Linked DNA regions of Oryctolagus cuniculus: region 2 is linked to region 1. A link is a contact called in public Micro-C data. All regions are on one chromosome and are shown on one strand. Each heading gives the region's core, a stretch centred on a gene start, on an enhancer-like site or on the middle of the called end of the contact. The rest is flanking DNA. Distances are from core to core; before and after follow the strand shown.

Region 1 (4,459 bases), core at 716-3,215:
GGGGTGACCCGAACAAAGAATTTGGAAGTAGTTAAACTGCAGAACACGTTCTGGGCCTGGGTGCCTCCTTTCAAAAGGAGCGCTGGGAGAAGAAAAGAAAGCACTGGGCGGTGAAGGGGGCGAGAAAATGCCCAGGGGAAAAGTTGGTAGGTCGCCCCGGTTGCCGCCAGCTACCAGACGCCAGGAATTCAATAGGAAGTGGGGGGAGGGGCGAGAGTGGCCCAAGTCTGGCAGACCGCGGGAAGGCTGGGGTTCCCGGCAGGGCAAGCCTTTGCCTGGGCAGGGACTCCCCGCCCCCAGCACGGAGCGGTCAAGCCGCCCGGGAGGTGGTCTGACCGGGGAGGCTGGGACAAGCCTTCCTTGCACTTTGATGGCTGGGATAGAGACCAGTGGGGGGGAAGCAGGGGTGGGGGACTGTCTGGGCCCTGCCCTGGTTTCCCACCAGAGATTCTGCGCACAGTCTCTCTCTGGGTCCCTGTGTCCAGCCCTCTCTCCATGTCACCCGGTCTCCTTAGCAGGACTCCCAGCAGATCTCCCCCTCAGAACTCTGTCAGAGTCCCCCCTTTTCCCCCAAGCAGTTGAGAAACCCCGGATATTCTGTATTCATAGCCTTTGCCCCTCCCCTCCCTTCTCCTTTCTCTCCTTGTACACCACAAACCATTAGATTCTTCTAATGATATTTTTTTTCTTTTAAAGTTAGACCTATAGGTGTAAAAATGGATACCAGTTATTTTTATCTCTTATATTTTTTCCACACTGGGCACCATCACAAAATGAGAAAAAGGAAAGATACTTAGAAAAGCAGAGTGATGTAGAAATAAGTTAGAAAAGAAGGAACTGGAGAGGCTGTGGAGAACCAACGAGTAAATAAAATGACAAAGTCAGCAGTCAGCCAAGGCGGCCGCCCTGGCTTTTGCAAACGGTGCCTCTGGAATCAGCGCTCTCTGGCCTGGCGGCTCTGTCCTGCGGCAGGCGTCCGGTTTGCAAGGGGTTAACAGCGTTGCTCGTGAACTTGGCCTGTCTGTCTGGCCCGTGATGGATGATGAGACCCGCTGACAAGTTCAGCCGAAGGACCTCCCCTGCTGCGGCGGTGGGAGAAACACACCCCGGGCGGAGGGGACCCGAGGCGAGCCGCCAGGGCGCGTTGGGAGGACGGTGGTCCGGCGGGGCAGGAGCGCCAGTCCGCCTGCCTCTCGGCTCCCGCCTCCCCCTGGCCTCCCGCCCCCTTTCCTGGAGCTTTCCGGTTTCATCCTGAAGCACCAAAGTTTCCCGGGCTGCGCGCTCTGTGCCCCGGAGCCCTTTGAAGGTTGCAGTGGGCCGCGCCGAGCAGTGGACAGCTGGAGTCGCAAGCTGGCCTGGGAGAGGCCGGATTCAGCATTTGGACAGCGGCTCTGGGGCGCCGTCGGCACCATGCGTTTGTAGGTGCACAGCCCTGCTGTGCGTGTGGAGTGGGGGGGGGGGCGTCTCTGGGTCTTGGAGAAGCAGGACCCAGCCTGGAGGGCATACCCAGCTCCGAACGGCACACGCTTTCCCGAGGTAATAGATCCCCTTGGAGCTCACATAGGGACCCCGGGACCGAACCCCTAACGTAGATACCTTCAGCCTGACAAACATTTAGGGGAGGGGGAAAAATAACTCCCTTTTGGCCCAGAGTGCAGATGCCCCTCGTCCCCTCCGGTCTCATTCTTCCCGAGGCAACCCGAGTTCCTTAGCCTGGAGCTGCCAGGGAGGCTTCCTACCCATTGCTCACCACCACCTCCGCGCTAGTTGGTCCGTGGCTCTGGGTGAGCCTGGCGGCCCGGGCAACGATGGGGGAAGGGGTGAGGGCGCCGCGATTCCCCGGGAAAGGCTGGGAGGCAAGCGGGGCAGCGCAGCAAGGGCCGGGGCGCGGGCGCGGGTGCCCCTCGCAGCCCGCCTCCGCCCCCTCCGTTCCGCACTGGTCGGGGTGAGGGGGGGCGGGGGGAGCCGCGCTGACGTCACTGCGGGCCGTGCCCGCCCGAGAAGGCGGCGCTGGGAGCCGCTCAGAGCCCCGAGAAGCAGCGCGCGGCCGGGAGCCCCCGCGCCTCCGCCGCCGCGCCTGCCTCCCGCAGCTCTCGGCCATGCGCCGCCGGGGCAGGGGCGCCTGCAGAGCGGCTGGAGCTGGGCCTGAGCCTGGGACGTGCCGAATCCAGGGCGGCAGAGCCGCTGTCCTTGCAGCCGCCCCACCCCCGCCGCTGCCTCGTGGGGCCCGGGCCCCTTTCCCGGTCTGTAAGTGCCACTGCCCGCTGTGTCTCAGCGAGGCTGGGGGAGCGGAGGGTGGGGGCTAGGGCGCGAGGGCGGTGGCCTTGGCTAGGGTAGCGTCCGGGAGCCCGGCTGGACTGGGAGGGGGGCTGGGGCAGCGCTACCTGGCTCCGGGCTTCCCTTGACTGCCGGGCAAGATGAGGAGGGGTGCGCTCTGGCTCAGATGGGAAGCAGGGCTCAGTTATCCCAGGCAAAGCATCAAGACCAAGGTCAAGGGTCGTGGGGCAGTGGGAAGCCCCTGTGGTGAGGACTTTGGGCGTGCAGGGAGGGGAAGAGCGGCGGGTGGGGGGGGGTGCAGTTGTGGCACTGCAGACGGGTCTGGCAGAGACGAAAAGAATGTTTCTCACATGAGGTTTCCAGAGCCCAGGGACTGTCCCCTCCCCAGCTTCTGCCGATTCCCCTCTTCCTTCTCCTCCCTTTCCCCCTCACACACAAACGACAATAACCAAGAAAGTGGCTTCCTAAACAATTGTTGTGAGAAAAATGCAACACATGGCACCCATGCCAGCCAAGACTGATGCTGTGTTCTCCCTCTGAAATGGGACGTTATGGGAAGTCCTCTCTGTTCTATTTCCCGCTCCAGCCCCTCAGCAGGCCTTCTCAATCTGCCGCCTCCCACACTGAACTGGGGGACAGTGCGGTGGCAACGGCAGCCGAGCCTGGTGACAGGCTTCTTTGGGAGGAGGCTAGGGGTGAATCTAGGGTGGCCTCAGGAGAGCAGGGAGGTGGCAGAAGCTGGGAGAGGCTGGGGGCACAGAACATGAGCAGTACACAAATCCAGAAATGCATACTCTAGCCTTTGTAGCTGGAGAGAGATGGAGGCAAGGGGCCTAAAGAGGAGCCCCTGTTTGCGCTCTCATCATAGGAGGAGGCGGATTCCTAAGCCATAAAAAAAAAGAGAGAAGAGGATGGAGTTTGGGGGGGGGGGTGTCTGGCTTTCAGTCAAGGGCCGAAGGCCAGAGGGTAGGCTACACGGGCACTGAGATGAGGGTGCCAGGAGCTTCCACGAGCAATACCGGCTGCCGGAGACCTGGCCGTGTGTGTGCGTGACTGTGGGTGTGGACGCTTCAGCCCACCCCACCCCCCAGGTGCACATGGAGCTGGCTCTAAGCTGGCCCAACACCTTCTCAGCTAGCAGCTCCTCCAGCCTCCAGACAATAGGAAGATCAGCTCAATCAAAGCTTGGTCCTAAGGAAAGTGCAAGGGAGAAAAAAGCGGCCATGGGGAAAGGCACCCTGGACTTAGCCAAGGCTGTAGCATGAGATGCTGTCTTCTGATTACGACCCAGAGAGGCTCAGGAAAGGAACATTGCTCCAGGCTCACTGGCAGTCTGGGTGGCTGCATCTGCCTGGATTGGAGCCTGGAGAGCTCCGTCAGCCTCACACTCCAACATTTGGGATCTGGGCAGGTTTGGTGCCAGGAGAATGGTGCCTGCAACAGGGCCTGTCAGAACTGCCCCGTTTCCTTCCACTTAACCCCTCACCTCGCTGTGTCCTGAGATGCACGTGGAAGCCACACCTCTCTGGGTTCTCAGGGACTGACCGTGCACCGAGTTGTGCAACTGCTGATAGGAAACAGGAACTTAGACCAAAGCCAGCAGGGAACCCAAGCAGCCACCACTGCCAGTGGGTACAGGAGCAACTGTGCACATGTGTGCACACAGGGTAAGGTACTAGCCACCTGCCTTAGGCAGGCTGTTAGACGGGTGTGTGAGCCACGGGCGGGAGGAAGACTTGTGCGGATTTCCTGAGTTGAAGGTGCACAGGGCACACGGGTGGGTTCAGCAGGAATGGGATTTCTGTAGGACTGGGTGAAGGTGTTCAGAGCCCTGGAGCTCTTTGTCCCTCAGTGGAGGTTTGAATTTGAAAAATGTTGTCTCTGGCACCTTGGCGGAAAGGCGTAGTAGCTTGAGCTGTGTCTCAGGCTGTTCGCTTCTCATGGTAGCTGCAAGCATCCTGGAAACGTGAGGTCAGGACCACAGGAAGGAGGCGGAGGAAGTTCAGGGCAAGTGGAGCAGCAGAGGCCTGAGGGGGCAGCTCTCAGCACCACGGCCAGAGCCTGGCTGTTGCCACCAGCACTGTGGCCTCGCTCCGTGGCCAGCCAAACCCAGTGCCTGCTTGTTCAGGCCAAGAATAAGGGCTCAACAGGGGGTGGGGAGCATGGGATCCACACCCAGGGT
Region 2 (3,967 bases), core at 994-3,493, 110 kb after region 1:
TCCCCTGATGCCTGCCTCCAAACTGCTCAAGCCTCAGCCTGTGCCCCAAGGGGGCCAGTCCCGGGGACAGACAACTGTCCACTTGAGGGGACCTGGAGGCCGCCTCTTCTGCCCAGCTCTCTGGGGGTCCTCTTCATCTCAGCCAGCCTAAAAGGACATCCAGGACACCAAAAAAAAAAAGTTGGAATTTTCTGGAATTTTGGGGGGAAAACCCCACACTGGTGAAGGGAGGACTCTTGAGGCCTGGGTGCCCCATATCCCTGGGCCAGTCCCTGGGATGTTCCCAGGCAGGAGGCCTGTGGGTTCCCACATTACCACATGAATGGGCCACAGGCTAGCAAATTGAAGTAATTACGGAGAGACAGAGTGGGAAGAACGTGGCCCCCCCCCCCGCCCCCCAGTGGCGGCTCCCACTGGGAGCTTTGTGAGTGGTAGTGGGAGGGGGGTTGGGGGCCGGTTGCTCAGGCTGATTAGAAACCTCCTGGCCTTCTCGAGAGCCCTAAGTGATTGGTCCCGTTAATCTGATTACAATTTGCCGAGCCCCTCCAGCCGTTCTGAAGGGCTGTTCTCGAGCACCGGCCCGGTGCGTGAGCACACACTCGCACACACACACACATGCTCTCACAGCACCCACGTGGGCCTGCTGGAGGCGGCCGCCACTTCCTCACCATGCCTCACCCCTACAGAAACCTCCAACTTGTCCCAGCTGCTGCCCCAGGCCCCACTCTCCATGCCTCAGACACCCAGGGCCGACACAGCCAAACACACAGCAGGGTGGTCGCACACAGAGCGCCCCCATTCTTCTGGGGGTGGCTCGGGCGTGGCCGTAATCCTGGGGCTCCTTGGGCCACAGCTCCCAGGGGGATTAGGCCCAGCAGGTGGCCTGGACGCCACCAGGCAGAGGCTGCTCCCCGCTTGGGAACTCAGCTCAGCCCTCCTCCCGCCGTTTGCAGCGCCTAATCCCTGGGCTGAGCCTCAGTGGCTCCTTTTCCCATACTTGCTCCTGGCTGGAACCCGCCCAGCCTGGCCTTTCACCCCAAGTGCAGCACCCCTGGGTGGTAGCTCGGGCTCAGGGGCGCGTGGGCTCAAAGCTGGAGTCACCGCAAACACAGAGGCCCCGCAGGTTAGCCAGCCACCCCCTACCCTGGAGGTGAGGGTTGGGGACACATGACAGGGATGCAGAACATGTTGTGGGGGTCCCCCCTGCATGACTCCCCAGCCTGGCCGTATTCTCCAGTTAGGAAGCCCGCCCTTTCCTAAAACCATCTGCGGCCAGGAGCCGGGGGCAGGGAACATGGAATGAGCCTCACCATAGCACCATCCTTGGTAATGCCTGTGACCTTGAATGCCTTACTTAGCCTCTCTGGGTGTTTCCTCACCTGCAAAATGGGAAGGCTACAGCCTCTCGGTCCAGGCTGCGGGGAGAATGACTTGGGGCGGTCAGTGCCCACTGCGTGGCTGCTGTCACCATAATTGAGTTGGGAACAAGAGGGAGGCACCATAATTGAGTTGGGAACAAGAGGGAGGCCTGGGCACAGCCACCAAACACACAGGGCTGGAGGGGGCAATCTCTGGGTGGCGGCCACTCCAGGGTTTGCAAGGCAGTCCAAGTGCGAAGCCCCCCCCCGCCCCCCGCAGTTGCCAACAGCTGGAAGAGCTGACACAACGCGGGTCCCCCACGGAGGGGCTGGGCCGGACTCTGGGTGCAGCCCGGACACTGCCCGGAGGCGGGGCGACTGCGGGACCCCTGCCTCACCGCCCCCGCGGCGTCCACTCCAGGATCCGGGTCACGTGGTCTGGGAGGGCCCGGCCCTCCGCCCCCGACCCCCGCCCGGAGCCTCGAGACCTGGCCTTGGCGCGCGAACAGCGGCGGCCTTGGGGCGCCTCGCGCCGGGCGGGGTGGGATCGGCCGACATCAAAGCCGCCGCCCGCGCCCCGCCGCGCCCCTCCTCCTTTGTCACAATGTTTTTCAATCCGGCGGAGCAAACTGTCCAATTAGAGCTGCGGCCTCCGGCTTCCATCTCTGCCGACGTTTAATTAACAAGCTCCTCTTGGCAGCTGCTGACAAGTTCCAGAAACAGGTCGTAAAGGGTTTTTGTCTTTCCCCAGCATGGAAAATGAGGGGTGTTCCACCGCGGGGACATGAAAAGGTTGCATTTCGACGCCCCGCCCCCGCTGGGCGGGACTCGCGAGGGGCGGGGTGGGAGGGGGCGTGGCCTGAGGCGGCGGCCCCCGCCTCCCTAAGCGCCCCTGCTTCCCAGGAGCCTTTGCTCCGCCCAAGCTCCCGGTTCCGGGCCCGTTCTCGCTACGCCAGTCCTGCCCGCGGCGCCCGGGACCAGAAGGGCGCAAAGCTGACCCGCGCATCCCAGGTGGCCCCGCTTTGGGCAGCCAGCCGGGCACAGGCTGCCTCTCCGCCGGCCACACCTGCTAGGGTTGTGTGGGTTCTGCTTGTGTGGTTTGCCCCAAGACTGTGCGACCACTGAGGGCGGGGACCACGTGGGCAGGGCGAGGAAGGAGAGACAGGGCCGGAGGAGGGGACACGGGCCCGAAGGAACCCACCCCGCGGAGCGTGGCCGAGTGGAGGGCACAGCCGTGCTGGCAGCCATCTCAGGAGGGTCTGGGTGGTTCTGGAACAGTTACTGTGAGCTGAGGGATCCCAGCGGAGCCCCTGCGGGGGCGCCAGATTCAGCACCCTGGGAGGGTCAGGAGGCCAGGCCCCTGGGGTCATTTTCTCCCTGTTGGAGCATCACACGCATTTTACAACAGGGATGTTTATTCATGAGGCGGCCACCTCCAAGGCACTGAGCGGCATGGGGGGTGCCAGCCCAGGGAGTGGCGGCTGCTGGTTCAGTTGTCTCCGGCCAGGGTGCAGGTGCACACCAGGCCTGCTTTTCTCGGCAGTGTGGCCACCAAGGCCCCACTCGGGACTGCCCTGCCGCAGCCGCATCGTGGCTTGGATGCCCCCTTGGTTGGCTGCCGAGCCCTCCTTCCCCACCTGGGATCATACAGGGGGAAGAGGGGAGGCGCTCTGGGCCCCGTCAGCAGGCAGGGTGCTGCCCACTTGGTCTTGAGTCCCCCGCTAGGTCAGCGTAGCCTGGAACAGTCGAGCCTGCAAGGAGAAGCCGACAGCACCGGGTCACTGCCGGGGTCTGGCAGCCTTGGTGTTCCGTGGGCTCTCCTGGGTGGGAAGGGACTAGCCACAGCCTCGCTTTCCTCTCCCTAGAATCCCACGTCCTCTCCTGCCTTGGCACCCAGCCTCTTGCTCCCAACCCAGCTGTGGCCTTCAACGAGGTCAAATAACAATAAAAATGACAGTGACCTGCAGAGACCCCTCTCCCTCCACTTGCCAGCTGTGTGGCCTTGAAGAGCCGGAATCTCTCTTGGCCTTAATTTCTTGTCTATTTAAAAAGGGGGAAGGGCCAGCGCTGTGGTGTGTAAGTTAAGTCTCTGCCTGTGGTGCCAGCATCCCACATACCCACCGGTTCTATTCCTGGCTACTCCATTTCTACAAACTTTTTGAAGACTCCATATATGCATGGATTTCCAAATTTTTTGCATCAAAATAAACACCTTTTCATTTCATTTTTCAATGAGCTTTTAAGAGTTCCCACGTGGGGCTGCTGTGTGGCATAGTGGGTTAAGCCACTGCCTGCAATGCTGGCATCATCGGTTCGAGTCCTGATTGCTCCACTTCCAATCCAGCTCCCTGCTAATGCACCTGCGAAAGCAGCAGAAGATGGCCCAAGTGCTTGAGCCCCTGCACCCATGTGGCAGATCCGGATGAAGCTCCTGGCTTCAGCCTGGCCCAGCCCCAGCTGTTGCTTTTTAAAAAAGATTTTATTTACTTGAAAGTGTTACAGAGAGAGAGAGGCCTTCCATCTGCTAGCTGCAATGGCTAGAACAGCCAATCTAAGGTCAGGAACCAGGAGCTTCTTCCAGGTCTCCCAAGTGAGTGCAGGAGTCTAAG

Evidence for each region. A called contact is a pair of places that touch in the nucleus more often than the background predicts.
Region 2: a contact with region 1 is called in a Micro-C map of ear pinna, with 16 times the contacts expected there. The contact joins two enhancer-like sites. A contact is called at or near these places in 2 of 6 Hi-C or Micro-C datasets (ear pinna and an unstated tissue).

What each region holds. Positions count from the first base shown.
Region 1 is chr12:99,491,461-99,495,919 of mOryCun1.1, forward strand. No RefSeq gene overlaps it. Among named protein-coding and RNA genes, the nearest start is that of TRNAR-UCG, 28 kb to the left of the region's middle. Within about 2 kb of position 1,966, at least 1 of the 8 cell types and tissues checked has an H3K27ac peak or open chromatin away from gene starts, as enhancers often do.
Region 2 is chr12:99,603,763-99,607,729 of mOryCun1.1, forward strand. RHCG (Rh family C glycoprotein) reads right to left here. Exons shown (of 11, transcript NM_001082729.1): 11 at 2,756-3,109. Among named protein-coding and RNA genes, the nearest start is that of RHCG, 23 kb to the right of the region's middle. Within about 2 kb of position 2,244, at least 3 of the 8 cell types and tissues checked have an H3K27ac peak or open chromatin away from gene starts, as enhancers often do.